3 separate regions of the Mus musculus genome follow, and regions 2 and 3 are each linked to region 1. The links are chromatin contacts, called in public Hi-C and HiChIP or PLAC-seq maps. All regions are on one chromosome and are shown on one strand. The core of a region is the stretch at or near the end of the contact, and the rest is flanking DNA. Distances in the headings are between cores, read along the strand shown. Region 1 holds the start of Zfp316 (zinc finger protein 316). Region 2 holds the start of Kdelr2 (KDEL (Lys-Asp-Glu-Leu) endoplasmic reticulum protein retention receptor 2). Region 3 overlaps Rnf216 (ring finger protein 216).

What was found. Hi-C and Micro-C count contacts between places; a contact is called where the count stands out from the background. HiChIP or PLAC-seq counts read pairs in DNA pulled down with a chosen protein or histone mark.
Region 2: a contact with region 1 is called in a Hi-C map of uterus, with 7 times the contacts expected there. The contact joins the promoter of Kdelr2 here to the promoter of Zfp316 in region 1. A contact is called at or near these places in 3 of 484 Hi-C or Micro-C datasets (CD8 T cells, cerebral cortex and uterus), 2 of 115 datasets of contacts at active chromatin or transcription factors (the SCID.adh cell line and embryonic stem cells) and 1 of 9 other capture datasets (pancreatic islet).
Region 3: an H3K4me3 HiChIP or PLAC-seq map of stem cell-derived neural progenitor cells shows a contact between it and region 1, with 29 read pairs. The contact joins the enhancer-like site here to the promoter of Zfp316 in region 1. A contact is called at or near these places in 2 of 39 promoter capture datasets (both in embryonic stem cells), 3 of 115 datasets of contacts at active chromatin or transcription factors (memory CD8 T cells, pancreatic cancer cells and stem cell-derived neural progenitor cells) and 1 of 9 other capture datasets (embryonic stem cells).

What each region holds. Positions count from the first base shown.
Region 1 is chr5:143,268,394-143,271,715 of GRCm38.p6, reverse strand. Zfp316 (zinc finger protein 316) reads left to right here and starts at 1,694. Exons shown (of 7, transcript NM_017467.3): 1 at 1,694-1,865.
Region 2 is chr5:143,402,119-143,405,253 of GRCm38.p6, reverse strand. Kdelr2 (KDEL (Lys-Asp-Glu-Leu) endoplasmic reticulum protein retention receptor 2) reads right to left here and starts at 1,434. Exons shown (of 5, transcript NM_025841.4): 1 at 1,202-1,434. The coding sequence starts at 1,292. Gm20635 (a long non-coding RNA gene) reads left to right here and starts at 1,512. Exons shown (of 3, transcript XR_868670.2): 1 at 1,512-1,645.
Region 3 is chr5:143,029,764-143,033,008 of GRCm38.p6, reverse strand. All of the region lies in intron 13 of Rnf216 (ring finger protein 216), which reads left to right. Among named protein-coding and RNA genes, the nearest start is that of Gm43380, 7.6 kb to the left of the region's middle. Within about 2 kb of position 1,593, at least 32 of the 459 cell types and tissues checked have an H3K27ac peak or open chromatin away from gene starts, as enhancers often do. A contact at or near this core is called in stem cell-derived neural progenitor cells, where this site is marked.

The sequences.
Region 1 (3,322 bases), core at 445-2,944:
CTTACCCCCAACCCCCACCTTTTAATGTTTTTGGAGATGGGGGTCTTACTAAATTGCTTGGGTTGGTTTTGAACTCATGATCCTCCAGAGTAGCTGGGACTTCAAGCTTGCACCACTGTGTCTGGCTGCATGATACTTGAGACATATGGACTCCATTTGAAAATCTGTTTCTCCATTTTCCCAGCTGCTCACTTGACAACAGGGCCCAAGAACATGGGAAGGGAGCACAGCATGGAACACGGCAGGAACACGTGCATGCATGGAACATGGCAGGAACACGTGCATGCATGGAACATGGCAGGAACACGTGCATTCATGGAACATGGCAGGAACACATGCATGCATGGAACATGGCAGGAACACATGCATGCATGGAACAGGGCAGGAACACGTGCATGCGTGGAACATGGCAGGAATGCATGTATGCATGGAACATGGCAGGAACACGCACATGCATGGAACATGGCAGGTACACACATTCATCACCTCCTTCGGGTTTCCCAGAGGGAAAGGTTGGCTCCCCTTCCCTTCCCTGGGTTTCTAGCCTGCCAGGGATCCTGCAGAGAGGCAGGTGATTTGGTAGGTAACCCATCTGTGTGAAAACCCAGGGTGCGTAAGAATGTCATCACGGAGATAGCTCATGTGCACACATGTGAACACACATCCTAGTAAAACCGAGAGACAAGCAGCTTCCTTCTATGTGTGCCTAAATGTGTGTAGGCAGGAAAGAAGAGTGTTTCTGGTCCCTAGAGAACCCACAGTTAGGGGTTAGGGCTCGCCTAAGATGAGAAAGGCTATGACTCCTAAAGCATCCAGTCTACATGGTCTACCAAGAAAAGCACAAGAGTGTCACAAAGACTTTTCAATATAAGGGAGGGGAGGCCAAGGAAGAGGGGAGAGAGGGCAGAGGCTAGAACTCTGGTCTCCCCAGGGTCATGTCCAGGGTTGGTCTCTATAGGTACCTAGGGCATTTACTCCAGGCATAGGTGGCCAGCAGGCTTGGGGTCCAGGGACTTCATAATATGGATGGCTCTTTGGAGCTACAGAGCACTGCCCTGAGTAGTCGTGAATATATCAATGGACTGTCAAGGTTCGACCTGTCTAAAGCCATGCAAGGCTATTTCCCAATATTCTTGCCAGGCCTGGGGATGACAGATTAGGGAGTTGAAGAACATAAATCCAGTCTGGCCTCAATCTCCAGTCTTTCATGCATTTGACTGTTATAGTCCACAGTACCCCCCTCACGCCTTGAATAGGCTGCCCCTCTGTCTGCCACACCCTGCACACACAAGTAAAGCCAGAATGGATCAATCTCCCAGCCACACCCTTGCCCATGTCAGGGTCAGACAAGCGCTGCCTGAATACCCATTGGGGGTCACTACCCTTCTCCACCATCAGGAGATCCAGGGAGGGTCCGGTGGACAGGAGGACGGGCTCCCGACACGTCCTGGCACGGGCAAAGGTAGACTTAGGCTGTCGTCTGGCGAGAAGAGATGCTCGCTGGGGCTGGACGTCGTGGGCAGGGGTCCCTTGAAACATAGAGGAGCAGGTAATAAGCAGGGGGTGCTCATTGTGGGTAGCTATAACCATCCTCCATGCATATGGGGGTGCGACGCAGCAGCACCCTGTCTACATCCAGAGCTCCGGGACGCCCCATGACCGGAAGTGCCCCCCTCGTGGGCGCGGACAAGGCGGGGCCGGCGGGCGGCACTTCCGGTGCCCACGCGCCGCCGCCTCCTCCGCCGTCGCGCAGCTCGCGGCCGTCACTTTGTGTAGTGCGGGGGGGAGTCCCCGGTGGTCACAGCCCCCCACCCCCCACGAGTCCGTGTCTCGCTCCGGCTTGGCCGGGCCCGGGCGCGCGCGCGGTGAGTGGGGCGCGCGGATGCGGCAGGTGCGCGCGGGCGGGACGCGCGCGCTGGGGGCGGTGGCGGCGGCAAGGCTGGCCGTCATGGATGCTCGAGAGCTGGAGGCCTCCGGTGTCCGTGGGGAGATCGCGGGACTGCAGGGCCCGTCCTTGGTGGGGTCGGAGTTGCAGCTGCACGAGCTAGATCTTCCAGGCCCCTAGATCCCCCCAATACCGACCTGGGCCTGCGCGGCACGTCAGGGATGGCTTAACACCCTAGAGGGGTACAGACTCCAGCGTGGGAGGGGGCGGGCCGGGGACGTCGTGCACTGCACCTTTGCAGGGTGCTAGCGCCGCCTTCTCCAGCTTAGGGGCGGGAGCTGGGCCGGAGCCGCCCCCGCCCCCTAGAGAGACACCTTCCAAGGAGGGCTGTCATTACTCCCGCCCTAGCGCGAAGTGGAAGCTAGGTACCCTCCCCCCATCCCCCAGAGAGAGGAAGAAAAGGGAAAGACCTTGTCCTGGAGCCCTACAGCCAGCTTTGTGACATTGAGGGGCCGTGGCCTAGCCTGCTTCATCTGTAAATGGAGGCTGGCTGGACTGCTCTCTCTCTCTGCTAAATCTGTTGCCCCCGAGATGGGTGGTGGAACGCGTTGGCAGAATCTAGGGTGCATTATGTGGACACAAGAAGGGAGGGAGGAGGTGCAGGTATCAGCGAGGATCAGCCCACCTGCTCAGCCTGGGTGGGTGGCATTGGCATTTTGTTTTGGTTCTGTCGCTACTGGCTGGGCCAGGGGGCTAGCTGGCCTGGTTGAGGAGCCTGCTCTGGGGGGTCGTGGATGACCTCCAGGGAGCAACCCTGGAGAATAGGGGCTCCGGAAACTGGGCAGATGGTGAGGAGTGTAGTGAACAGGGAAAGACATTCTGGACAAAAAAGGGTCTTAAGTCAGTGGGGCTAGTGAACGGGAATGAAGGTAACTAGCCACAAGTGCGCATGCGCGAGCGTGACCCCACGCAAACATCCTTTACGTGGATCCCCTGGATTTGGGACTTTTCTGGAGTTCCTAACTTTTAACCTTTACGATTGTGTCTCTGCACACTCCTTTCTATGGACAGTGCAGCACCCCGTTCTGAGTGTCTGCAGCGCTGTGCCCTAGGCTCAGGACTTGAGTGGAAAGATGTGTTGAAGTGACACAGTGATTTTTGCCTGATGAAGCCGTGAACTTGACACTGCATTCGAATCCAGGATGAGAGGTTAAGGAGAATGGAGCAGAAAGGCGTTCTAGGGACTGATTGGCAGGAGTGGGGCTAAGAATATCCCAGGAGGAGGGGAACCCCCAGGGCCTGAGTTGCAAGAATATGAACTGACCTTCTCCTGGTCAGACTGGTTTTCAGAGCTTCTGTTCTGAATCTTGGGTCAGAGCACCTGGAGCATCAGGCTTTTCTTGGCTTCTGCCCTGTCTCCCTGTCTTCTCATGGCTT
Region 2 (3,135 bases), core at 185-2,684, 130 kb before region 1:
CCCAGGGCCTTTAGGACTTCTATTTTCTGCTGTCTCTGAAAAAAATTAAATTTGAGTTTACAAAGTTATTTCATTTGGGGACATAGCATTAAGGACAGTATTTTAAGAATATATTTATTTAATCAATCAATTAATTAATGGGTTTTTGGGGAGCAGGGGGTGTTTTTGGAGACAGGACCAGCATGTAGTCCATTCTCATTTTGAATTCCTGAACCTCAGGTTACCACCTCTCGAGTGCTGGGATTACAGGCAAGCACCATCACACTCACCAAGAACTTATCTAAAACTTGTAAGATTCCTAATATTTAACGAAAGGCAGAAGTCCACAGCTATTATGTGAGGAAAGTTCACTCTACTGCCTCTCTGCAATGTAGTTTGAGGGAGGTACAGCGCCAACTCAATGGTGACGTGGAGCAAGGATACTAGCCGAGAACAGAGGCCTCTGTGGTACCCAGCGCTGGCAGTTTAAGAGAACCAGTTATTAGACGGCCACACTCAAGGATGAAAAACTAGCTTGCTTCTCAGAGTAACATGAAAACTATGCCAAGCAACTCACTTAAAAGATCCACATCTCTTTTTATGACGCATGAGATCCCGAACCCCAAGGCTTGAGTTGTAGCCTCATCAACTGTAAGCACAGGCCAGACCTGACACCATCCTGCCCCCACATCCCATCCTCTGCTTGTCCTTGAAGATAACAGAATGAATAGCAGGATGCCCCTCTTCCTCCAGCCAGCCCCACCTTCGCGGGTGGCCTGGCTGCCACGTCAGGCCCAGCTAGTCTGTGGTCCTATCCATCCTCCTCGAGCAAGTCTCCCATTGATTCCTGGGGACTCAGAGGCGCCCCCCAAAAGTCCCATGGAGAGGGACACGCCCACTAGAGCCCCACAGATCCCGTGCTAAACTTTTCAGATGCAGCAGGACGCGGGGGCAGTTACGCCAGCGCTCGCTGAGCCAGGACGGATCAAGTTCGCGAGCGGACCAAGCGCAGAACTGGGGGGCCCAGAGCTGCGACGGACACCCCAGCCCGTGTGCACACTCGGAGGGGTTTCGTTGCCCGCCGAGCAGGCCGAGATGGGTGTGTCTGGCCATCGCAAGCCCGGCACAAAGCCTCCGGAACGACCGAGAGCCGAATGGGTCGGTCGAATGGGCCAAACGCGCGCGCTCCTGCCCCGCGCGCCTCGCCCCGGCGGCCGCTCACCAGCACAGGAGCGCGTCTTCCAGATCTTCAGCAGTAGGATGACGATGGCCGCCAGGTGGGACAGGTCCCCAGTCAGCCGGAAGATGTTCATGGCGGCGGCGGTCGGCGCGGCACAGCGGCACCGGAGCTAGGCAGCGACTCGGGACGCGGCGACAGCAGCCCCGGAGAGAGGAAGCGGCGAAAGATGGCGGGAGCGGGCGCGACGTGGCCAGGGACGTGGCCGAACTGCCGTCGCGCGCGCGGGGCAGCCTGGGAGAGCGGGCGACCGCTGGGGCCACGCCCCCGCCACGCCCCTTAAAGGCCCAGCGTCGGTGAGCAGCCGGACTTTACATCCCGCGTGGACGGTCAACTGAGGACCCAGAGTCCTCCGCAATTTCCGTCTCCAGGGTTTCCGCCTAGGTGCCAGCGATTTCCTTCTCTAAGTTTTTGAAATGCCACTCAGTTGTGAGTATTGTCTTGTTTTTTTTTCCATTCCCTACTAAGATAGCAGAAATACCTATCTCAGAGGCATTGCGAGGGTAGAAAGCAAGATTAAAATTTCTGTGATTAAGAACTCCAGCTTCTCTTGTATAGGACCGAAGTTCGATGCCCAGCTCCTAACCTCGGGGAGCTTACATCACCTTTAACACCAACTCCAGGGAATTCATTGCTTCTGGCCTTTGAGAGCACCTGCACGCCCATGCACACACCCACACACAAACTAACACACACATTTTAAATAATAATAAAAATAAGTCATAAGAAATCTGTCAAAATCTATTAATTTTTATTTAAAATTACATTAAAATTTTGTATTAGGGATGGAGAGCTGGCCCAGTGGATAAGAGCAATTGCTGTTCTTCTAATAGACCTGATTTCGAGTCCCAGCACCCACAACTGCAGACTCACAACAGCCTGGAACTCCAGTTCTATCTGACACCTCTCACCTCTGAGGGTGCCTTCATGTGTGTGCGCGCGCACACACACACACACACACACACACACCCCTGAAACAATAAAAATAAAAATAAAAATTTATTTGTGGACTGTGTGGGCACATCCAGTCAGGCCCAGTTCTCTCCTTCCATCTTGTTGGTTCCTGGGACTAGGCTCAAATCTCCAGGCTTGGTGACAAGCCCCTTTAGCCGCTGAGCAACCCCACCACTTCTTTTTCTTTCCTCTCCCTCCTCTTCCTCTTCTTTCTTTTTGCTTTTATATGTCTGTTCACACGTGTGTGTGCACATGTGTAGGCTGTGAGGCCAGCTATTTCTAGGACCTTCTAGATCCTGTTACACCTTATATATTGAAGCAAGGCATCACACTTGAACCCAGAGCTTGCTGATTTGGCTAGTCTAGCAGGCCAGCTTGCCGAAGGGATCCCCTGTCTCTATCTCCCAGGCTTCAACACAGCCTAGCATTTATGTGGGTGCTGGAGATCTGGGCTGTGTTTCTCGCAGACATGTGTCAGCAATCTTTCTGGATTTACAGTGTTTCTTGTTTGCCATTTAAGAAGAAACTTGGAGGCTTAAATGATGGAGCAGGGTGGGAAGATGGGGCTGAAGCACTAACCCATGCGTCATGGGTTACCTTGGAGATGGCTCAGTTAATAAAGCAGTCACTAGCCATACATGAGGTCTGGAGTTCAATCCCCAGCCCCCGATTAGCCAGCTCCTTACTATTAATGTTAACGACTTAATTTTTAAGTTATTAAATAAATAACTTAAATTAGCAAAGATGTTGGGGCTGGGGCCTTCATGTGCAGCCCTGGCTGCCTGAGCGAGAGAACTATCTGACAGACAGACAGACAGGCTCTACTTACACTAGCACCAGAAGTCCACAGAGAGCTTAAGAAAGCCACATAATGCTGGGCGGTTGTAGCACATGTCTTTAATTCCTGCATTCAGAAGGCAGAGTCAGGTGGATCTCTGAGTTCAAGGCCAGCCTGTTTTATAGAC
Region 3 (3,245 bases), core at 344-2,843, 240 kb after region 1:
TTCTTGTGTCTTTCACACTCTTTAAATCAGTATCCTTCCAGATCTTCTGGCTCTTAGCACATGTGACTTTGGGGGTGGGGGCAGGGAGGACTGGTATCTTTGACAGCTGGAGGACTCAGGTGGCCTAAAAGCCTTTGTCCCAGTGGTCCCTAAAGTTGACTAAGCATTAGTGAAGTCATGTTTCTCATGTTTCACCTGGAGGCCTCAGGGAATTGACAATCACAGCCATGTGGTGGCCTTTGAGTGCCTTAAATGACCACAGAGAGACAGAGTTTCTCATACGGGTTTACCCTGTGCCCCAGAGTTGGGTCTGCAACTTCATTTCTCCTGGCAAGCAAGTTGAAAGACTAAGCTGGAACAATCAATCAAAAACAAGAGAGTAGTTTGCCTGGGGTTCTGACTCTGAGCTAGGCTTAAGCCGGGGCAATAGAATCTGAATGCCTAGAGCACAGGCAGCCACAGTAGTCTCATTTGTTTGTTTGTCTTTTGATGATGTTTTAGGACAGAAACTTGGTTTGTAGTGCACACTGCCCATGAACTTGCTATGTAATCTAACCTGCCTTTGAATTTGATGAACAGGCATCCTGCCTAGGCATCCTGAACCAAAACAGACTCCTGTAACAGAAAATGAATGAATAAAAGGAATTGTGTGGAAAGATCAGTCCCTAGTGGTATTCCTACATCTTGCTTTTTTTACAATGGGCTCTCTCATTGTCGGCTTGCTGATTACAGTAGGCTGGCTGGCCTTAAGCCTCCAGGATCAACCTGCCCCTCATCCCCAGAATCAAAATTACACGCACCCTTTACCATTCCTGGGTTTTGTTTTTGTTTTGTTTTGTTTTGTTTTAATTTAGGTTCTGGGGATTGAACTCAGATCCTAATTAGCAACTGAGCCATGTCCTGGCCACCTGTGGTTGTTTTTTGTTTTTATTACATGACATCTTAGCATTTCAAGGGTCCACTGCCCAGGAAGACTTAGGCAGCGGGCTCCTAATGACATAAAAGGCAGCAGCCGCTGGTAGCAGCTCCTTTAATGAGTTGCCTAGGTTAGCCAGCACCCGTGTCCCCTTCACCTCACCTCTCTTCCTCCTGGACTGAAGTCACCAGGAAGGGCTGGGCTGGAAAGCTGGTGCCTGTCTGAGTGGACGTGCTCTGGGTTTCGTGTTGGTAGGTTGCTTGTGACAGGGTGCTCTGCCCTCCAAAATGACCTCTGGCATCTCCCATCCTCCTACAGTACTGAAGCTTCTTGGAGCTGAGGAACAAAGCCTAGCTGAGCTTGGGAGGGAAGAATTACCGTTCGGTACACACTACTTAGAGATGATGCAGAGAGCTCCATTGGATAACTCTGCCCAGCCTACTCTGTGCTTGTCTTATTCTAATTGTGGGGTTCAGTGCCTGGCTACAGCACCTCTTCAGAATACAATCAAAATTTATTCTATGGGACCCCTGGGTCCTTCACTGTGAAGAAATACAGCTGACAGACTGACCACTACAGTACTGAATACGAGCCAGAGGACTTCCTCTAAGCCTCATAGGCTCCAGTGTGGACAGGCTGTTTTGTGGGCTTGGGCAGCAACTTAATGGGGTCTCTTTACTTAAGAAGTCAGGCTATGATTTAATGACTGACTCACCAGGACCGCTCAGAAGTAAATACTGCCATTCTGCCTTCTATTGTTTCCAAGCTGCCGTGGGCAGGCACGCTGTTGGTTTTGTTTAGGAAGACAGGATCCAAACACCAGCTCATCTATTTTCCAGCTGTTGTTTATGCCACTTTCCTGGAACAGTTACAAGGTCTTTTTTCTTTTTCTTTTTTTTTTCTTTTCTTTTTTTTTAAATAAAAAAAATAAAAAATAACAAAAATAAAAAGATGGGTTTGTTTTTTATGTAGCTCTGGCTGTCCTGGAACTCTATATATAGATCAGGCTATCTTTGAGAGATCCACTTGCCTCTGCCTCCTGAGTGCTGGGATTAAAAGTGTACGATACCATGCCTGACCACACAGTGTCTTTTAAGAACACTTGTGCAACTACAAAACTGCTGTTTTTAAATACACTTGTGACTTAGCTCTGTTTTCTGAATGGAATGCCAGCAGTGGAGAGAGAGAGAGAATGTCTACATCCTAGAAACAGTGACACTGAGATGTGTCCAATCCCAACACCATTGATTGTAGCCTTTGGGCCACATCCCGCTCAAAAGTGTGCATGTTCCAGATGCCCAGACATGCTCTAACATTCAGTGTTTCTCCTGTTACTAGCATATATATGACATAGACAGTTAAAAGGTATGAAATGAAGGAGTGGAAATATACCTCAATTGGTAGAGTGATTGCCTAGCATGCACAAGACCCTTGGCTCCATTCCAAGCCCCAAATAACCAAGTATGGTACCATGTACCTGTAATCTTAGCATTCAGATCAGAGAGACAGGAAGTTCAAGGCAAAAGATGGCTCAGTGGTTAAGAGCACTGACTGTTCTACCAGAGGCCCTGAGTTCAATTCCTAGCACCATATGTGGCTCAAAACTAGACTCATGGGATCTAATCTCTTCTTGTATGCAAATGTATGTGCAGACAAAACACCCATATATGTAAATAAATCTTGAATTTTTTTTTAAGGAAGATTATGTTTTCAAAAAAGAAGCAGCTTAAGGTAATCCCTCAGCTACACAGCAAGTTCAAGCCAGCCAGAGCTACATGATACCATGTCTTAGGGAGATGGTTGAATACAAAAGGCTTACAGTCAAAAGTCTTGTGTCCTTATTCAGTCTACTCCTGCGTCCTCCACCCCCCACCCGTCTGTGAGCCACCTATAGCCATTAGCAATGCAGTGTCCTTGCAGGCTAGTTGAATTTGCCCCACTAAGCTGTCCTCAGACTCCATCTTCCTGCTTCTGTTTCCTAAGTGGAGGTGCTACCAAGGGTGGTGCTACCATGCTGGTACCTTTTGTAAAAGCAATAGTTTCAGGGTGGGAAGATGGCTCAGTATGTATAGCACTTGCTACACAAGCCTGACAACCTGAGTTCAGCTCTCCAGAAGCCACATAAAAGCTGACTGTGACAGCTGTCCATACCATGAGATAGGAAGTAAAGACAGGAGAACAGCCTGGAAGTTCATGGACCAGCTAGCTTGGAGTATGCAACAGCAAGAGAGACCCTATCTCAACAAGATGAAAAGCAGGTTTGTCCTCTGAACTCTATACACACATGCACACTTTTTTGTGCAGTGGTAGTATCTATACTGTAGGTACC